Linked DNA regions of Rattus norvegicus: region 1 is linked to region 2. The links are chromatin contacts, called in public Hi-C maps. All regions are on one chromosome and are shown on one strand. The core of a region is the stretch at or near the end of the contact, and the rest is flanking DNA. Distances in the headings are between cores, read along the strand shown.

Evidence for each region. A called contact is a pair of places that touch in the nucleus more often than the background predicts.
Region 1: a contact with region 2 is called in a Hi-C map of frontal cortex, with 2.6 times the contacts expected there. The contact joins the enhancer-like site here to the promoter of Myo1e in region 2. A contact is called at or near these places in 3 of 12 Hi-C or Micro-C datasets (Schwann cells, frontal cortex and mammary epithelial cells).

The regions. Positions count from the first base shown.
Region 1 is chr8:79,945,781-79,951,135 of GRCr8, forward strand. All of the region lies in intron 26 of Myo1e (myosin IE), which reads left to right. Among named protein-coding and RNA genes, the nearest start is that of Ccnb2, 33 kb to the right of the region's middle. Within about 2 kb of position 2,666, at least 1 of the 93 cell types and tissues checked has an H3K27ac peak or open chromatin away from gene starts, as enhancers often do.
Region 2 is chr8:79,764,923-79,770,156 of GRCr8, forward strand. Myo1e (myosin IE) reads left to right here and starts at 3,906. Exons shown (of 28, transcript NM_173101.2): 1 at 3,906-4,195. The coding sequence starts at 4,193. It also overlaps the pseudogene Rpl37a-ps11.

The DNA of each region.
Region 1 (5,355 bases), core at 1,416-3,915, 180 kb after region 2:
CTGGGAAATTTGGGGTACACTGTGCAGCCCACAGGCAGCTCAACAGGTTGAGTGTCCTTTCCAAGTGACTCTGATCTAAAGCCCTCCCAGGCAGCTGGTCTGACCTCAGAGCTTTCTTCGTAGCTTTTGTCCTCAGAGAGCCTTCTTTGCCACTCATATGCACACATCCACATACTCACGCATGCACACTCGCACACAAATAAATACATTTCCAAAAGTATTTAAAAAACATCCCATCCTCATGTCCTCTGAGATGTGAGTGCTTAGCATAACGGCCTCAAGCGCTAAGGAGCACCTTAGAATTCAGGCCCAGGGTGTCTGATCATTGCTAAGTAGGATTGTCAGATGCACAAGTCAAGCCTGAGGGAGAGCTATAACTTAATCTCCAGTACCTTACATTTTAGTTTGCTTTCTATCCTGAGATAAAATACTCTGACCACAGCAACTTGGGGAGGAAAGTGTTTGGCTTACACTTCCAGGTCACAATCCATCACTGAGGCTTACAGTCAACCATGGAAGACTTACGCTTATGTATTGGCGCTCCAGCTCACTCAGCTAGTTTTCTTATACAATATAGGCCTAGGCTCTGCCTAGGGATGGTGCCACCCAAAGTGGGCTAGGCTCTTCCACATCAATTATTAATCAAGACTGTTTCTCACAGAGATGACCACAGGATAATTTGATCAACGCAAGTCTTCAACTGAGGTTCCCTCTTCTTAGATGGCTTTAGGTTACTTCAAATTAACAATGAAAACCTATCAGGACGCTTGAAGCTTGCCACTTACCTTCCCTGAGCTTTGGCTTCTTTGTGTAGACCGATGTGATACCGTCATGTGAAGGCATGCTAGGAGAAGGTGTGATACACTTTATATGCTTAGCATGGTACTTGTATATAGAAGACAACTCAGTCAGCAGTTGCTTGACCAGGATGATGATGATGATGATGATGATGATGATGATGATGATGATGATGATGATGGTAGTGGTGGTGGTGGTGATGCTGATGGTGATGATAAAGATATGGTGATGATGGTGGTAGTGATAATGTTGATGACAGTGAAAATGACCATGAGATTATACTTGACCTAGTGACATTATGTTTTTTATTTTTTTTTTGTTTTGTTTTGTGTGCATTTGCTTGTATTGAGAAGGGTAGCATATCACATAATGGTGCACATGCAGAGGTCAGAAGACAACTTTCTGGAGTCATTCCTCTCCTTTCACAACATGGGTTCCAGGAATCTTAAGATCCCCAGATTTGTCAGCGATCCGCCTTTACCCACTGAGCTATCTCACTGGCCCCACCTAGTGACTTTAAGATATCTTCCAACTGATCTTTGAGTTGTGGAGCTAGAAGCTCTGTGTGCTGAATCCAGCCGAGGACCTGCTTCAGGCTACTTCTTCCCTCCTCCTGTTCCTCATATCCATTTCCAGTTTTCCCTCTCTCTGTTGTCTCATGAACACTGGAGAAATCTTAAAGGAGAACCAGGAGAAGAGTCTGCAAAATAGACTTATGCTGAGAGAAAGAACAGGGCTCCCCATGGGTGCCTCCTGGGCACCTCCATGGCAGTGCATGCCTTTGCGTGTGTGTGTGTGTGTGTGTGTGTGTGTGTGTGTGTGTGTGTGTGTGTGTGCATGCCTCTGTGTGCGTGTGTGTGTGCATGCACGAGCATGTGTCACATACACGTGTGTGGATTTTAGATGTCATTTTTCTTACTGTCTTACTCTTTGTGGTCTCTCACTAAGCCTAGAGCTTACTAACTGGCTAAACAGCCTGGCAATCAGCCTTAGAAATCCTCCTCTCCCCACCACCCCAGTTCTGGGATCGCAGGCACTGGCTGCCATATCTGGCTTCTGCTGTGGGTACTGGTTATCTGAACCGAGGTCCTCCCGTGGCAAGGCAAGTTCCAAGTAAGTTGTCTTCCTGGTTACATCTCTACCAAGTCCCCAGGCAATACTGATGACAGTCCTCCAAGGAAGGACCACATGGTGACCTTCAGAAGTTGTCTAAAGGACAACTTAGGTTTGATGATAAGGTTCAGGAAAGGTGGGTGGGGAGGCACTTTTGAGGTAGTAGGCTTTTCACTGAAGGACCCAGGTGCTATTCATATATGTGAGCATCCCTGAAATAGTCACAAGATTATTCCTGGGCCCCACGTCTTGTGTTCCAGAGCAGACAGGGGGATGATAAGCAATCACCACTTCACGTCTCCTCGCCCTGTCTGCTGGCTCTCTGTTTGCTCTGGTTTTGGCAAGCAACACCACCCTTTCAGCCTGCCTTGCAAGTTGCAGACTTGCATATGGGCCAGGTGGGAGCATCTGTCAGCCAAAAGTAGGCAGTGTAGAAATGCTGGGTCTTGGGTCTTCACCAAGACTGCTCCCTTCCAGCCCCATTGAGGTCTTATCACACCCTTCCCTGCCTTCAGTTCCTGATCCCCTGTATGTACACTGCTGTCTTGGAGACCGGCCAGGAGGAAGAACTGTACAATAGGCAATGTGACTGTCCTGTCTGTATATGTCTAACTCTGACATTAGCAGTTCAGTAGCTACAAGAATTCAAGCCAGTCTCCTCATTCTACACTTAGGCCTGCTTTGTAGACACAGTGTCCTTAACAAAATAGGAACTTAGCTGAGCATGACGGCTCCACCTATAATCCCAACATTCAGGAGACTGAGGCAGAAGGATTACTATAAGTTTGAGACCCAGGCTAACGTCAGCTAAAGTCTGAGACCATGTGTCTAAAGAAAGAAAAACACAAGGGGGACGGACCTGAGGAGATGGTTTAAATGGTTAAGAACACTGGCTGCTCTCACAGAGGACCTGAGTTCAGTTCCCAGACCCACATAGTAGCTCAGAACCCACTTTACTCTGGTTCTAAGGGGTTCAGACACCCTTTTTTGGCTTCTTGGGGTGCTGCATGCAGGTGCACATACAAGAAAAACCACACGTTTACATAAAATAAAAAAATATTTTTCTAAAAAAGCAAACAAGGGGATAAGGGCATAGGAAACTAGCATTTGCTTTCTACAGTACAGATTTGGAAACTCAGCTTTTAATGTGGCAGAGAACTTGGTGCCATTTTAGGAGCCTGTGGTTACCTAAATTTAACAGTTTCTCTTTGCCAAAAGACAAACTATGTGGAAGCTCAAAGAGAACCCCAAATCCGTACTTTCTCCATAAACATGAGGATCCCTATTGAGATCGAAGTGCCAAAGGCTCACCTTGAATTTACCACCCGAGACCCAGACCCCCACAGCCTCCTGTGGGTCTTCACGTCCTGGCTTTGTCTTGCCTTCCTCTCTCTCACCTCTCCACATTCTTCCTTACAGACACATTTCACACAGCCATTATTTCTGTTGGCCCTCATGCCATGGCTGATATCAAATGGCCTCATTAGCACCTCACGTTTGTTCAAAGTTCACTACATTGATTATCATTCCAACAAAGTCTATTTGTCTGTCTATCTGTCTGTCTTCTCTCCTCCCTTCCTTCCTTCCTCCTTTTTTTTTTTCTTTTTTCTATAATGTTGGGGATAGAGCCCAGACCTTGCACGTGCTAAGCAAATGCTTTAGCACTGAGCTACACCCCCAGCTTCCTCAGCCTCAGTGGCATTCCTGCACGTCATTGGGTTTGCCGCCATTGTCCTCAGCACACCATCCTTCTCCAGATGACACTGCACCATACAGAGGGAGCCGTGGGCTTACAGCCCCTTCGAGGTGCACTCGCAGTAAAGCTCCGCCCTAATTTTTTTTTTCCAGTCATGGTAGGGCACATCTTTAATCCCAGCACTCAGAAGGCAGAGGCAGATAGTCTCTGTGAGATTCAGGCCAGTCTGGTCTATGGGGTGAGTTCCAGGCCTTCCAGGGCTACATAGTGAGACACCCCCACCCCTGATTCGTAGCAGCTCTTGATCTGGCCACAGGGTATGCTGGTTAGTTCCCCTCAGGGCACTGCAATGTGATATACCTATAGTCCGTGATGAAAGAATTGAAGCCAAGACTGCAAATGTCGGTTGCCATTTTTAATCCTGTGTTCTGTTTCATGAAAGGGTGGCTGTGGGACCTTTCAAGATGCTCCAGGGGTGAAGCTAACTAGAAGTAGGGAAACAGAAAAAACAGGAGCAGGTACTGGGTGACAAGACTTCCGGCCACGCAGCAAAGGAGAAATAGTTGGGAAGCGTTAAGTGCTGCCTGGGTATCTCCAGTCAGGAAGGACTCTTCTAATGGAGTCATATTTTCAAAAGGCTTAAAATTTCCAGCAAATGTCCAATAGCAATATTCTCAACCCACAGTCTACCGGAGCAGCTGGAACCTGGCCCAGGCCAACCCCAGGTCTTCGGAATTCCTGGCACCCGCTCCCATATTTCCAGTAATGTCTATGGTTTCAGCCTTTGGAGCAGAACATGATTTTAAAAGCCAATACAATAAGACTCCATCCTTTTCCTTCTTAGAAATTCAAGACCCAAATTTCACATCTGCAGAACAAAAGCCGTGATGTTCAAACGCTTACTCCCCAGCGCTCCCTGGCCCACCAGCCTTGGCAGTGGTGGGAAGGGCTTAGAAAGTTCACAGAACGTGGTGTATCAGAGTAGGAAGGACTGGGCATGAGGCTGGTTCATCCATTGGCTCCCTTTGCTTTTACTCATCAGACATCTCCTGCCCCATGCTTAGTGACAGCTCATGCCTGTCACTTACTTAACTTGTGTTCTTTGGCGTCTTCACACGTATAATGGGGAGAATAAGATGCCAATAACTGAAGTTAGCAAGATGACTCCGCGGGTAAGGGTATTTGTTACCTGTTTTGATCCCTAAGGACCTTCATGGTAAGAAAGAACAGGTTCTCCCTCCCAAAAGGCATCCCTTACCACCACATAAGAGCCCCGATAATCATTCCACACACATCAGCAAATTAACTGATGAATTAAACTTTAAAAATGGGTAAACCGGGAGTGGTGGCACACACCTTTAATCCCAGCACTTGGGAGGCAGAGGCAGGCAGATCTCTGTGAGTTCGAGGCCAGGACAGCCACACTGAGGAACCCTGTCTTGAAAAACAAAAAGCAACGAAATGAAAGGCTAATAAAAGAAAGGCCTACCTTTCTGAGTTTTCTTAAAGGTGACAGCCTGAATGGACAACAAAGCACAATGCAGTCTGATTTGGAGGAGCTGGTTTTTTTGAGGTTCTAGGATTCGAGCCTAGAATCTCATACATTCTAAGCAAATTCTCTAGCACATAACTGTATACTTAGCTGGAAAATTCTTTTGCATTTGTTCCTAGGGAGCTAGGCAGGGGAAACACTCCCCAGAACACATGAGGACTAGCTGTGCCATTCATGGTGCAGAGCAGAGGCAGGA
Region 2 (5,234 bases), core at 2,656-5,155:
AATCTAGGATATCTATATGATCTCTCATTCAAATAAACTAAGAGTCAAAGCGGCACAGTCGACAAATTTACTTAAAGCCTCGTAAGTTTCTTCACTTGTAGGCTGAGGCAGCTCTATTGCTTGAAATCAGGAGGTCAAGGCCAGCCCTGGGAACACACTGAGAACCTTACCCCTACCCCTAGAGAAACCGAAATTAAGTGAGGAAAAGAAGCACAAACCAGGGCTCCCACAGGAAAGTCAGAACCTGTGACCACACCAGCCCACTCAGGTCCCAAGGGTATTCTTAGTGAAATTAGCAGCCGGATCACATGACCAGTTATGGTCGATTATACATTCAAATAGAGACGAAGGCTCAGACAACCATGAAGGAGACAGAGAGGAACCTTCACAGTGGTTGGGTATCACAGCACTCCGAGGAATTTCACAAACGCTCATGCAGTGGTACCCGCGACTCCCACAACGCTGTGCAGTTCAGGGGCAGGGCTGCTGCCTGATTTCAGCCATAGTCCCACAGCTGAATCTCTGACCTGGAGCTTGGGGAAGGGCGGAGGGATAAGGGAATTGCCTCTGTGGACTGTTTCCATGTGCGTTTAATCTCTCACTCATGTCAGAATGTTTCACAAATGAGGGACTTGAAGGTCAGAAAAATTAAGATCTTACAGTCTGTTTCCTATGCCAATAAGTCTAGTTATCTGACTGACTGCTCAAAATCTAGAAAAGAATTGTGCTATAAAATTCCGGAAAATGACCTGGGCTGGGGTGGGGCATTCACATCCAAGTCCTGACTGCTTAGACATTAGTGTTAATAAAGAACTCTTTGGTTTTTTCATTAGATTTTTTTTTCCACATTGCCCAGGCTGGCTTCAAATTCACTATGTAGCTGAGGATTACCTTAAATTCCTAATCCTTCTCCCTCCACAACCAGAATGCTGGGATAACAGATGTGGACCACATTACACAATTTACGATGTGCTGGGAATCAGATCCAGGGCTCAGTGGATGCTGGGCAGGCTCTCCACCAACTGACCTACATTCTTTAAGCCCTAAACTTTGTTTTTTAAATTCAGATCTATGAGTCTGAGGCCAGCCTGATCTGTGAGCAAGTTCCAGGGCAGCCAGAGCTACATAGAGAAACCCTGTCTCAAAAAATAGAACCAAACTAAAACCCTCAAGTAATAATAAAATTGGCTATTAGTTTTAAAGCAGTCTTCAATATATCCCACATAACCAGTAAGTTAGACTGCAGTATCAATATAGGACAACTTGGAGGTTTAAGATTAGCCTGGGTTATTTAAAGAGATCTTGTTGGAGGGAGGGAGGGAGGGAGAGAGAGAGAGAGAGAGAGAGAGAGAGAGAGAGAGAGAGAGAGACAGAGAGAGAGACAGAGAGAGAGGAGAGACAGAGACATAGAGGCTAGCCATGGATAGGTGGCTTAGGTATGTGTCATTATTTTGGGCCCAAAACCTAATGTTCCTTGTGTTGCCTGTAAGCTCAGCTTTCCTCTTTGGGGATCTCTGTTCCTGAGTTCTTAAAATGCCTTATACATCTTTGAAGGTGGCACGCCTCAGTGACATAAAGAGCCACGTCTGGGCACAAGGTCACGCCTGCTGTGTCAAAGGTTTGGCTGTCATCTATCTCTCTCTCTCTCTCTCTCTCTCTCTCTCTCTCTCTCTCTCTCTCTCTTCTGATTATATTTTTTTGTTTTCGTCTTAATGGGGTCTCACTCTTATCCGGGCTGGCTAGACCTCCTGGACTGAAGCAATCCTCCTGCCTCAGCCTCCAGAATTACAAATAGACAAAGGAATGTGAGCAACCATTTCTGGGAGTCAAATCGCAGGCCCCTGCAAGAACAACCAGCGGTCTTAACCACTGAGCCACCCCTCCAGGCCTCTGTCTTTATTGTTTTTGAGATTAGGGTTTTTTATTGACCTAGAAATCAAGGAGTAGGCTGAGCTGCCTGGCCAGTGAACCCTAAGTTTTTCTGCCTATATCTGTCCCCCCAACATCCCATGACACCTCAGTTGTTTTTTCCACATTGGTTTTAGGGATCTAACTCGGGTCCTCACACTGGCAAAGCAGGTAGGTCCTCCAGGTCCAGGTGAGTCACCCTCAGCCTAGCGCCTGGAAGTGAGTATTCTCCCAGCAGACTTCAGATGCAGATGTAGAACTGTCAGCTCCTCCTGCACCATGCCTGCCTGGATGCTGCCATGCTCCCACCTTAGGACTGAACCTCTGAACCTGTAAGCCAGCCCCAGTTAATGTTGTTCTTTATAAGACTTGGTTTGGTCATGGTGTCTGCTCACAGCAGTAAAACCCTAACTAAGATATTGCCCAAACGGGAAATGGTTACAAAAATTCAAACATGACTTCCTTTCAAATTGTTGTGAGATGGCTCTGTGATTAAAGGCACTCGCTGCCAAACCTAACCGCCTGAGTTCAACCCCTGGGACCAACATGGTGGAGGGAAAACAAGCTCCCACAAGTTGTCCTCCGAAGTGCACATATGCTCCCCCCCCTTTTAAAAAAAATTGATGTAATTCACATACCATAAGATTCTTACTTGGAAACTTACAATTCAGTGGTTTGGGGTCTAGTCAGTTTTACCACCACCATCAGTACCTAGGGGATATCCTTGGACCACCCCCCAAGACAAAGCCCCTTTGTTCCATCCGCTGTCAGGCCACACTCCACACCCCCAAGCAGCCAAGATCTACTACTCCCTCTAAGCAGTGTTCCCTACCCACCGCTAGAACACATGGAATGGCACCTGGTGAACTTGAACCTTGACCTCTTTCACATAATAGTTTTCCTGGGTCCTTCCATCTCTGTTGCAGGGTGTATCAGCATTCACTCCTTTTCCTGGTTTGGCCATAGTCCTCGGTAGGTGTGCACCACATTAAAACAAAGTGCAAAACTCTAACTAGCCAAGATTTTTTTTTTTTATTTTATTTTACTATAGATTCACGTGAAGGGGGACGACCGAATCTCAAGATATTCTGTGCTCTGGAACTTTTCTTACTGAACTTTTCTTCCTCAGACACTGGGAGCGCAGCCCCGTGGTGGCCCTGCGAGTTTGCTTCCCTTCACTAGGAGTCAGACTCCCTCATCGTGTTTAGGAATCTGTGTTCCCCTCCCTCCTAGGCTACCTGGTTTCCTGAAACCGGACACCGCAGAGGACCAAGCTCTCTCTCTCTCTCTCTCTCTCTCTCTCTCTCTCTCTCTCTCTCCCTCCCTCCCTCCCTCCCTCCCCCCTCCCTCTCAATCTCCTCCGTTCCCAAGGAAATGAATTCAGGTATAAAGGACCGGTGGAGGAAATGTTTTCGACTTTCTTCACAATCCAGAGAGAGAGAGAGAGAGAGAGAGAGAGAGAGAGAGAGAGAGAGAAAGAAAGAAAGAAGGAAAGAAAGAAAGGAAGGAAGGAAGGAAGGAAGGAAGGATTTCCTTTGGGCTGCGACTTTGTGATCTTTTATAAATACTTTTTGAAATACTTATTTTAAAAAAGAAGAATCTAGGAAAATCATGCGACTTGTGCGTAGGAGCTAAATCGATGCTAAGTTTCTCCTTAATGAGAAGAGACACGAGAGCGGTTTCCCACTCACCCCAAGTGTTTTCATCCTTTCGGTTTGGGGGTGGCTCCTTGGGGACCGATGGGACAGCAGCGTGCTCTGCAGGGTAGCGAGGCCGCAGGACTACAAGATCCAGAGGCCTTTGGAAACTCTTGTAGTTTCACGCTTGTTGGCTACCTCGGCTTCTCTGAGGAGTGACGCTGCGAAAACAAACTCTGATTGGTCAGGCCTGTGCTGAATTCTCCATTTATGGACAGATTGCCCGGCCCGAGCCCAGCCTGAGCCAGAGAAGAGTTTGGATTAAGTGTTAAGGGAAAGGAGGTCCAGGCAAGGCAGCTGGACAGGCAGTCCTGCAGAGCGCATCAGGGTGCATCTCTAGACAGTTGGGGATCGCCAGGTCGGAGTGTGCACCGGGTCTGCTAAGTTTTGCCTTCACCCAGAGTCTTGGATCCCGCCTGGATGGAGTCCCTTCTGGGTTTCCATTGGCTCCTGTGAGTGCTTGGGTGTCTGGAGATTGTTTTTTGGCGAAGGGGAACAACTTTTGAAGTTCGCCCAGGAGACCGCGTTCCAACCCTAGTGCCTAGGCAGCCGGACCCGGCGGGGGCGCGACCGCGGCGGGAGTCACCATGGTGAGTTGGCTGCGCCGCGTCCCAGGACGCCTGACCCTGGGAGAGGGCAGGAAGCTCCAGAGCGGGCACCTACCTTGGGCAAGCTGCCCAGGCCAGGGGGTGGAGAAGGTGGACGCGGGAGTATGCACTTCTGGAGCTCTGATTTCCTGCCGTTTGCAGTTAAACCGGTCTTAGCCGGGAAGAGGGACCAAGGGTGGCAAGGAAAACTCTCTGAAGTGACTTTCTGCGCCGGCAAAGTTTTGGTGGCAGTGTTGTTGTGGCTGCCAGCTGTCTGAAGCCAGAGAGTGTGTATGTCCGTTTTCACCCGCATAGTCGTGGGACTGGAGACTCTGTTCTCCTCCAGCGAAGGTGAGGGGCACGCCTGTGTCCCTCGGGTCCTCTCCCCTGGGCAGGCACCGGCGTGAGCTCCCTGGCAGGCTGATCCCGCAGCTGCCCTCCTGGCATCGGGGAGGACCCGGGCAGCCCCGCCTGCGCTGGTGATGGGCCGAGCGCTGCACAAAGGCAGGCAGGGGCTCCAGGTACCGCGGAGCACCTGGCGGTGGCCCGGGCTGCGGGGACCCTGTGACGACAGCGCGCAGGGGCAGTCACGCTGGCGGGGAGCCCAGGCCCGTAGGGTCCCTGTGTGGGGTAAACACCTCCTGCGGAGGGCTCCACCCGGTCCCCAGCTCGAGAGGACCGCCACCCTGGTCTACATGCCACAACTCTCCGAGAACGTTCCCGGTTTTGTTCCTTTCCGCTTGGCACTTGGGGGAGTGTATGGCATGGACTGCCTCTCTCTAACTCATTTGAGACTTTTGCCACTACCCAGAGGAGTCCCCAGCCTAACTACCCTCCTCTCACAGTTCCAATAACCTTAGCCACATCCCCTGGACTTTGCCGTGGTGTGGCTTTCCTACCAAAGGACGAAAACAAAGATTGAATTTTGAAGAGATAGCCAGTCCACCCGGACCAAAAGAAAAGAAAAACTTTTTAAAAACTTAAAAAAAAAAGTTTTAAAAATTCTAGAAGGCTTCAAAGTTTCCACACTTGCTTCTTGGTG